2 separate regions of the Mus musculus genome follow, and region 1 is linked to region 2. The links are chromatin contacts, called in public promoter capture Hi-C maps. All regions are on one chromosome and are shown on one strand. The core of a region is the stretch at or near the end of the contact, and the rest is flanking DNA. Distances in the headings are between cores, read along the strand shown. Region 1 holds the start of Lix1l (Lix1-like). Region 2 holds the start of Anxa9 (annexin A9).

Region 1 (4,822 bases), core at 1,096-3,595, 1.3 Mb before region 2:
AATCAGCAGAGAGCCAAATTCTCCTACAGCCCTGGCTGGACACCCAGACTGGAAATGAGAAACTCAAGAATAATAAGACGATGGTGGGAGGTGGGGAGACTGAAGGGGAGATGCACCACAGACTCTGAAGCCTGATTGTTCTCGTCAGCACAATCCCTTTGTTCCTTCGTCCTTTCTTAGGAAACTAAAAAGGTTTTCCAGACACTCGGTTTAGAAGCCAGATTAGAGGTTCTTCGGGGCATAGAAACATGGGTGAGGGAAGAGTACATTTCTCTATCATGTCGATAAGTGCCTGTAAGTTTCCAAGAGGAACTCTTTAGACATAGGGTAGCTAGTTCTGGTTACTACTACACCCGAGGCAAAATGCTTCCCTCAGAATGAGATAAAAAAGAGCCGGACATATTTATGGTGTAGCCATGTTAAACCTTGTTTACTCTAACCGACCTGGAAAGTAACTCTGTTGACTCAGTAGCTTCAGAAGTGCATCCATTTGTAGCCCAGCACCCTACAGAATCCTAGCCTGGCTGCAATTCAAACTGGTTAGAGAGCAAAGAGAAGGGGAGAATAAATGAGCCATCAGGCGTGCAGCAGAGTGGATCTGAACGTTCAACTTCACTGAAATCTTCCTGTTCACAAAGACACAAACATTTAAGAGTAGAAGAAAGTGAAACATGGTCTCAAGGAAGAGATGACCAGAAAATCGGGGCTAGCAATCATTTTAAGTGCCCAATCTGTCATCAATGTGCACAATCCTTGAAGAAACTGCTGCTCAGTGAAGTTATGAGACCCTTTGCCCAAAGACAGAGCCGGGACTGACAGGCCTCCGAAGCCTGTCTGCTCTTTTCACTGAAGCTTCCAAAAGGAAGCAAAGAGTGGGGCGGAAGGAGGTCAACCAACAGTCTGGAAAGAAAGAAAGAGGGTGGGGTGAGCTGTGCAACTTTTCTCCTAGAAAACAGCAAGGAGGCAGTCACTTTTAGACCCAGGAGGACCTGATCAAGGAAACAGAAGGGATGTGTTGGAAATTCCAGACTTAAAGTCTGAGTCATACACCCTTCACTGTGTGTTCCTTGTCGTTTAAACTATGAATTTGGAACCAGGATTCTGACAGGAAATTGGTTAACGTTGCCTAAACAAAAACAACAAAGAAAATTCTCACATCCCTCTTCCCAGAAATTAGGCATCTTTAAGCCGGCAATTTCTAAGCAAAATAAGGTTGTTGCCTGGCTTGTTTCCACAGAATTTAGCATTGAGTGAGCCAGGGCCTGAGATTTATCCTCAGTTCCTGGGCAAGGGCCAGGAATACAGCGCCAGACAGACAGAGGCCCGAGTTGTGAGGCTCCAAACTAAGACACTAAAGCGAGGCACCAAGTCACAGGAAGCTGGCACGGCCTCAATGGTGTGGGTTCAGATTCAAAGGAACAATTATTGTGAGTGACTTTTGAAAGCACTACCTAATAATTCTCCAGCAGATCTGAAGTCATGGTGGAAATTTCATGGTGGGAGGTGGGGTGGGTAAGTTAAGTATGTGAAGAACTAAAAAGTCGAGATTCAGAAGATGAAGTACAAGGGCTCAGGAGATGGGAGTACAGGAATTGCTGAGATCAGAGAGAGAAGACAGAGAAGGGTAAGGATGAGAAATGCCCTGGGTCTGAGATAAAGGAGAGGATCCCACACAATAGGGGCGGGTTCTTAAAGGGAGAAGGACATTAAAATCTTAAGCCTGCTGACAGAGAAAAAGTTGGGAAGAAAAGAGAATTGCATCTGAAAACAGGAGTCCCTGAAGAATGCATTAATAACTCGTGTGTGTGTGTGTGTGTGTGTGTGTGTGTGTGTGTGTACACGCGCGCGTGCGCGCTTGTGTGTGTGTCCAGAAGGAAACTCCCCAAAAGGAAATGCATGCGAAGGCTGGACGCCAAGCGGAGCCACTGTGAGGACAGTGGGAGCTGTGGGAGCCAGGCTCTTGACTAGAGGGTGTCCCGCAGGAGGCCAGTTCCCGACACTTACCTCGACCGTAGCCCTGCGTGTGCTTGGCGAAGCTCCTCACCACCGCCTCCACAGCCTCGCGCAGCACCGCAGGGCTACCCGCGGCGCCGGGGGGCAGGGGCAGCCCGGGGGCCCCAGCCAGAAGCAGCGGAGGCGGGGGCGGGGCGGGGGGCGGCGGGGCGGGCGGCGGGCCCACGGGGGGTGTGGCGGCGCTAGTCGGGGCCCCGGTCACCCCTGGCCGCAGCGCTCGCAAAGTGCCTCTCCCACCGACGCCTACACCGGGCTGCAGCCGCTGTGCTCGCATCGTCTCCATCCCGGTGGCCGGCGGAGCTGGGCCCCGGAGCCTGCCAGCCTGGCGAGCTAACGGTCCCAGCTACCCCAGTGAGCAAGAGCCAGGGGATTGAGGGCGGTGCCGGGATCCAGCTGTCAGTCAAGAGCGGGCGGGACGAACCAGATGCCATGCCAATCACTGGTGGAGAGGGAGGAAAGGGGTGGGCTCCTGAGCCACCTTAGGCAAATGATTGAGGAAGGCGGAGGCACGGGAACCAATTGAATAAAGAAAAGGCTAAATCGTCTAAGAGAGAGAGCTTCGGAGCATCTTTGGGAATCCTGTGGTAAGCGATAGAAATCCGGCCAGACCCCTGGGGCGGGGCTTGAAGGGAAAATAGGCCTGGATGCAAGGCTGGATAGAACTGTAGCTGGAGAGGTTTCTTAAGGACCATTTGTCTGATCACTTTACTTTCTAGATGTAGATGCGGTTCAGAGAAGTGATGTGACTCATCTTTAAGTTCATACACAATTGGTGGTGGAGTGAAAACTGAGTATAGTGCTGACTTTAGTGAGAATATGCTATGTCATATACTTGAGTGCACTGCCTTATTTAATAGCTGCCAAGTACAAACCAGGTTTTATTTTACAAACAAGAAAAGTGATGCTCAGGAAGATTAGATACATGAAATGGCTGGATGGCAAGGGAGATTCAGACATTAAGTGTTTTAATCCAAATATTTTCCTTTTTTCACTATTTACATTCAGGAATGGTTTTCTGACTTCAGCTACTCACTAAGGGAGTCAGAGAACGTAGAATGTGTTTATCACTGTACAGAAAGAGTGAGCTAGAATACACTCAGAAACCTATCAAACAGAGAAATTCAGGACATAGATGGAAAGGGTGCTTGATCCAGGTAAGTCTGGGTTCCAACAGTTGTTCCCAGCAGACATCCATGCACACAAGCTGCGACACCCTTTTGTTGACTGACCATTCCTTTTCCCCTTAGGTGAAGTTACTAGCCCCACCCCCTCTCCTAGGGTTGGCTAAGAGACCTGGGACTATGGAGGTTAGAAGAAAATGAATAAAGGCACACCTGGTGAAATGAAATTAAACCCTGTATTTAAAACAACAACAAAACCTGTGTGGTCAAGATGTAGGAAGTAGCATCTGCTTATGGAGAAGAGGGGCAGTAAGAATCTTAAATCATTAAAAGTCAGGCATGGGGAGGCTGGGGGGAGGCCCACCAAATGCCTTAAAACCTCAGAACACAGGGCCCATTTGCCTTTTCTTCTACAACCACTACTGGTCAGTTGGTCTCCTGGAAAGAAAGTAGCTGCAGCCTCTAGATTGGCTCCCTGAGTAGTTGTGACTGTAAGTCTCACCCTCCCATGCCCTCTCTCTTCACCCCCCCCCCCAACCCACACTTTCAGGCAGCAGTGACAAAACAGACTTCTGAACACATTTATTTGACAAGTGGTAAGAGGACTGACTTAGGCTTGCTCCCCACTTCTACCTGTGGGGGGTTGTTCATAAGCTCAGACACACAGAAGAGCAACTTTGAGCCCATGACCTACCCCTGGGGTAAACAAGACAATCTGGAGTGGTATATGTGTGTGTGGGGGGCACAGGGAGGGAATAAAAAGCAGGAAACTGAGAAGTGGAGAGCGTGGAAGGCAGCAACAGAAGTGAGATTGGGAGCTGCTTTGGGAACCCCAAGAACAGTGAAGAAGACATCCTGAAAAGCGGATGGGAGCAGGGTGTGAACAAGGAGCCAGGCATGGAGAAGCAAGGCCTGCAGAATGGGGCGAGATAGTCATGAAGAGAAAGCAGACTGTGCGAGGGGATGCTAGGCCACGCTGCAGGGCACACAGGGAAAGCAAGGGTTCTTCAGGAGGGGCAAAGATACAGGAGACCAGCCATGAGTGGGGGCTCCCTGCTGCTTCGGAACAAATGTGAGTCTGGGACCCTAGCACAAGTGGTCCTCTGTTGGTGTGCTGTGCCTATGGGTCCCCAAGTAATCCCATGTACTTGTGACATGACCAGGGCACGATTGCGTGGGTCTACACACCCGGTAAACACAGTATTTATCCTTCTCGCTAGTAAGTGTACTGTGCTTGTGGACAGACACATGCTTACCCATGTGTGCGTGCACAGTGCCAGGAGCACATGCAAGAGATCCCGTGTCCGAGGTATCAGCTGGTTCTCCCTCTATCAGGGTACTGACCCTCCCCCTCCTTGGCGCCCCTCATTTCCTTCAGCGCCCGGGTTCCCCAGGCCCACCTAGACTCTGAAACCCCCCTAGCAGGCGAATCTGCTCAGTCTGCATGGAGTGGCGTCTCACCAACTTGCGCTTGGTCCTGGGAGACCCTGGTGCCCCAGAGGGTGGAGGGGCAGGCAGTGAGGGTGCCCGACCTCCGGGTTGGGGACGAATGTCGGGGATGGGAGGGTGGGGACTGACGTTGAGAGGAGGCAAGAAACCTGGTCGTGTTTGCGAGATGTGGTCCAGGAGCAAGGTCCCGGAGCCCCTTCTCTCTAGCAGCCCTGGACTCCGCCTCCGTCCGCTCAGCG
Region 2 (4,673 bases), core at 1,661-4,160:
AACTTTTCCTCCAGTGAGACCTAAAATCAAGCACACAGGCAACCCTAGCCTTGGGCCATCTCCAAGCCGTCCCATAACTAGGATGTTTTTCTTCATAGAGCCTTTCGAGAGTTAAAGATTCAGAGAGCTAGCTAAGGGCCCCGAGTGGGTGGAGCCTCTCTCCCGGGCTCCAGCAGCGTAGGAATGTCTAGTGCCTTGCTTATCCCTACCAAAAAGGTAAGGAGCTAGAGGGTGGGGGTTGGGTAGTCACAGAACAGCACACCTATCTCAACCTGGGGATTCTTGCGCTGTGTCCCTGGGAAGTGAAGACTGCTGGGGGCCTGCACACTGGGCTTCAAGCTTGATGTGTCCTTCTTTGTTGTTCTGAACTTCCACAGTAGAGAAGCAGCACCAGAGGCAAGCAGGGTCAGGACGTTTGACTCAACAGGAGGAGAAGGGACTAGGGTTTCTAGTCAGCCTTACACACCTCCTCAGAGCCAGTTGGCTCCTTGCTGCGCCCCTGGCGGCTACTTGGCACAGCACATCAGACAGAGCATTCCATCAACATGAAATCAGAACTAGAGAGAAGGCGACATCCAGCCCCTAAGGGCTGATTACACCTTGATTACACCTGCAACTTAATTACACCTGCAACTCTTCCACTCACAAAAATTATACCGCCTGCACACGTGAGGAGATCCAGTGTAGTGTCCATCTGTCTTCCTCACACACACCTGCCTCAGAGACAGGCACCACTTTCAGAATCACAGGCTGAAGAGGAGCCAATACAGCACGGACTTCACAAGGATTATATTACTTGAAACCTAAGCAAGGTTTTTGCCTGGCTCCAACTCTGATTGATTCCTCCCCACCCCACCCTCCAATGCAAGTGTAATAGGGTGAGAGATGGGCACCTGCAGAGCCAGAAAGCTGGGAGGATAGAAGTGTGACCTGTAAGAAAACCTCAGGGCCAGTGAGACAGTAGATAGTGGGATAGAGACGGTTTCACAGGGCTCTCAAGTCTGAGCAACCATTAAGAAGGCGACATAGAGCCGGGCGTGGTGGTGCACACCTTTAATCCCAGCACTCCAGAGGCAGAGGCAGGCGGATTTCTGAGTTCAAGGCCAGCCAGATCTACAAAATAAGTTCCAGGACAGCCAGGACTATACAGAGAAACCCTGTCTCGAAAAACCAAAAAAACAAAAACAAAAAACAAAAAACTTCTTTCTAGGGCTGGAGAGATGGCTCAGTGGTTAAGAGCACTGACTGCTCTTCTGAAGGTCCTGAGTTCAATTCCCAGCAACCACATGGTGGCTCACAACCATCCGTAATGAGATCTGATGCCTTCTTCTGGAGTGTCTGAAGACAGCTATGGTATTTACATATAATGAAATAAATAAATCTAAAAAAAAAAAAAAACAAAATCAACAACCATTTAAAAAAAAAAAAAAAAAAGAACTTCTTTCTAGATATTGAAGAGCAATAGAAGTCAACTGCTTCGGGCTAAAGTATGAGCCCAAAAATACAGGGCAGATTCTGGTAAAGCTAAGGGGTGAGGCTGTGACAACCGTGGCCTCAGGCTTCTCTGGGATGTTTCACAAACTTCCCTGCTCCAACCCCAAACACTATATAAGAATATGCCTTCCAGAGACAGGGAGAGGCCAGTAGGTTGAAGTAGCAGCGGCAAATGGGGTAGTGTTGAAAGGAACTGTACAATGTCAGTCTCCCTGTGGCCAGCGACAGAGAGAAACCTAGTCAGAGGCTCCAGTGAGAATAGAGGCACCAGAACTAGTTCACACACACAGCACACCACACCACACCCCTTAGAAATTAGGCACTATGTGGCCAGAAACAAGACCTAAGGAACGGAATATTTGACCTTAGGGGCCCCATCACAAATGCAAGACAGTCACCTTAGCTCTGGGATGGGAAGTGACCCCCTACCCCAGCTCTCACACAAACAGAAGTAATTTCTGGGGGAGGCCTTCCCTAACTCAGTTCTGGGGAAGACCGGCTCACTCCAGACCTCACAGCGCTTAGAACACCCTGACAGCTGAGGCTGGAAACTCGGATAAGTGAGATCTGGTTTGGATGCCAGGAGTGCAGCTTAGGCACAGGAATTCCCAAGCTCAGGCTAAAAAGAAATGCCACCCACCTGCAGGTAGCCAACTAACTTGAGGGCCTCTGGGCCTGTAATTAGCAAGTTACAACCCAGAGCTGGCCAAACACGCCCCATAACGGTATAGGAATGTGAGCCCTTTGGGGCCGGGACAGACACTAAAGAGTGTACTCCTTCCTGTTTCCCGTTAGGCACATGGACACTCTGACCTCCCTCTTGGGATGGGCACAAGGGGGTCAGAAACAGAGGCGGCAGCGGCGGCGGTAGCAGTAGCAGCAACAGCAGCAACAGCAGGGGCCGCCACCGTTCCTCCTCGGCCTCCACACTCAGGCCCCAGGACGCACGCGGGCCCGCAGGGGCTTCTAGCACCGAAGGTCCGCTACTGCTCCACTCCTAACAAAGGGGCGTCTGTACCATGGATCCTGAGCGAGCGCCCGGCCCCAGTCCCCCTACCTGTTGCCCCGCAGGCCTTCTCTGGTCCGAGGCCCCAGCCGGGCCCGGATCGCCCGCTCCAGCAGCGCTCGGCCCGCCCTCCGGCAGGCCGGCCGCCATGAGCCGGTGGAGGCCCCGCTCCCTCCGAGCTGCACCCTGAGCCCCCGCGCCCGTCACTGCCCCGCCACCCTCGCGGACCCGCGCACAGACTTACTCGGCGTCCGGTGCAGAGCTGCTCCGGCCCGGGCGCCGCTACTCCGTTTCCCACTTCTAGCGCCCGGCCGGTGCGCACTGACTGGGCCGGGTCCTCTCCTCCCCCTTCCGCTGCCCGCGGCTCCCTCCCTCCTTCCTCCTTTGCCCGCCGAGCCCCGGCGAGCCCAGGCCGAGCCCAGTAGCGGAGCTGAGTTGGGTGTGGGCCGCGGCCGGGCGGGGCCCGGTGCCCGGAACCCTGCGCTGCGCCTATGGAGCGGAGGAGCCCCGACGGGGCGGGTGGCACGTGCCCCGCAGGGCGCCTGGGTCTCTGAGTGGCGCGGTTGCGGCCCACCCGGACATTGGTCAGGGACCCCCTGGTGCTTGAGCCCAGAGCAGTTCAGAGCTGGCTGCCTCTGCCCAACCCCGCGGCCCTGGTGTGGTCGGCGACCTCAGCCCATGATTTACCCCCGGGTTGAATGCTACAATCCCATCGTCCGGCTTCACTGGGCATCAGAGGAAGGGTGCACGCGGAGAAAACCCTGCACAGATCCCGATGCTCCCTACGGTGAGATCCACAATGCCCCCTCCCCCAGCCCTGCTGTTTAGAGTCCTAACAGAGCTACTCAAACCTTTTGTAAAATGTACTCCAGGCTACACTATGGTTAGCCGTGATCAGTTTCGTATTAGAACCTGTTTTCCCTTAAATAGTCCCATAAAATCTATGCCTCAAGAAGAGAGCAGCAGGTTGGAGACATGGCTCAGCGGTTAAGAACACCGACTGCTGTTCTAGAGATACTGAGTTAAATTCCTAGCAACCACATGGTCACTCACAACTATCTGGGATCCCATGCACTCTTCTGGTGCGTCTGAAGACAGCCACATTGTACTCATATAAATTAATAAATAAGGGGACGGATGGGGGGGAGAGAGAGAGAGAAAGCGCCCAGCAGCCTTAACTCCCATCTCCCATACTCCCATTATGGACAGAACTTGACTAAGTTGTCAAGTGACCCTTAACCGGGAGAGTTAAGCTTAGCTTCTTCCATGTAAAAAATGCTTTAAAAACTATCCCCTGGGAAGTGGTGGCGCACTCCTTTAATCCCAGCACTTGGGAGGAAAAGGCAGGCGGATTTCTGAGTTCAAGGCCAGCCTGGTCTACAGAGTGAGTTCCAGGACAGCCAGGGCTACACAGAGAAACCCTGTCTCGAAAAACCAAAAAAAATACAAAACAAAACAAAACCAAAACCCTGCCTGGTGCAATTTCACATCTCATGCCCAAGCACAGTCCCAGCATTTGGGAGACTATGTTTTTTTTTAAACCTTCATAAAATAGTTTTGTTTTTTCTTTTTAAATTTATGTGTGTGAGTGTTTTGCCTGAATGTATGCATGTGTTCCACGAATGTCTGGTGGCCAACAAGGTCAGTGGAGGATATCAGATTCCCTGGAACTGGAGTTATATAAGGTTGTAAGCAGCTATGTGGGTGCTGAGAATCAAACGGGTCCTCTGTAAGTAAGAACATGACAGCTGAGCTGTCTCTCCCGCCTTTGTTATGAACCCAGGTCCTCTGAAGGAGCAGCCTGTGCTCTTAACCGCCGAGCCATCTCTCCAGCCCCGCCGTTTGTCTGTCATCATTAAGCCTGTGCCAGAGGCTTGCCTCACAATGTATGCCTGCCTTCTAGCACCAGGGCTTTGCCTGTGATCTTAGGAAGAGATGTAACCTCACTACTCTAGTGTGAGAGTTTGGCTCTCGATCTTGTCTGTTTGGGGAGTTAGAGAGGCAGTGGATGATTTCCAGCCTGTCTGCCCACTTGGTCCTTGCAGTGAGACCCCAGCACAGATGATACACCACAAAAGCCTGGCTGTCCCCTGCACTCTGCTCTATCCCTCTTCAGTAGCCTTCCTAAAATCTTCTGCAACGCGCACACACATACACCCTCACTTCTTTTTCC

What was found. Promoter capture Hi-C pulls out the DNA fragments that hold promoters and counts their contacts.
Region 1: a promoter capture Hi-C map of liver shows a contact between it and region 2, with 4 times the contacts expected there. The contact joins the promoter of Lix1l here to the promoter of Anxa9 in region 2. A contact is called at or near these places in 2 of 39 promoter capture datasets (liver and pre-B cells).

What each region holds. Positions count from the first base shown.
Region 1 is chr3:96,598,656-96,603,477 of GRCm38.p6, reverse strand. It overlaps Lix1l (Lix1-like), which reads right to left and starts at 2,345. Exons shown (of 6, transcript NM_001163170.1): 1 at 2,005-2,345. The coding sequence starts at 2,296. It overlaps Gm52628 (a long non-coding RNA gene), which reads left to right and starts at 2,379. Exons shown (of 2, transcript XR_003954672.1): 1 at 2,379-3,167; 2 at 3,261-3,896. It overlaps Ankrd34a (ankyrin repeat domain 34A), which reads right to left. Exons shown (of 2, transcript NM_001024851.3): 2 at 3,700-4,822. The coding sequence ends at 4,509.
Region 2 is chr3:95,313,417-95,318,089 of GRCm38.p6, reverse strand. Anxa9 (annexin A9) reads left to right here and starts at 2,910. Exons shown (of 14, transcript NM_001379545.1): 1 at 2,910-3,287. Cers2 (ceramide synthase 2) reads right to left here and starts at 2,900. Exons shown (of 11, transcript NM_029789.2): 1 at 2,745-2,900. It overlaps LOC115489748, which reads left to right and starts at 2,294. Exons shown (of 2, transcript XM_030252979.1): 1 at 2,294-2,333; 2 at 2,526-3,346. The coding sequence starts at 2,294. The coding sequence ends at 3,328.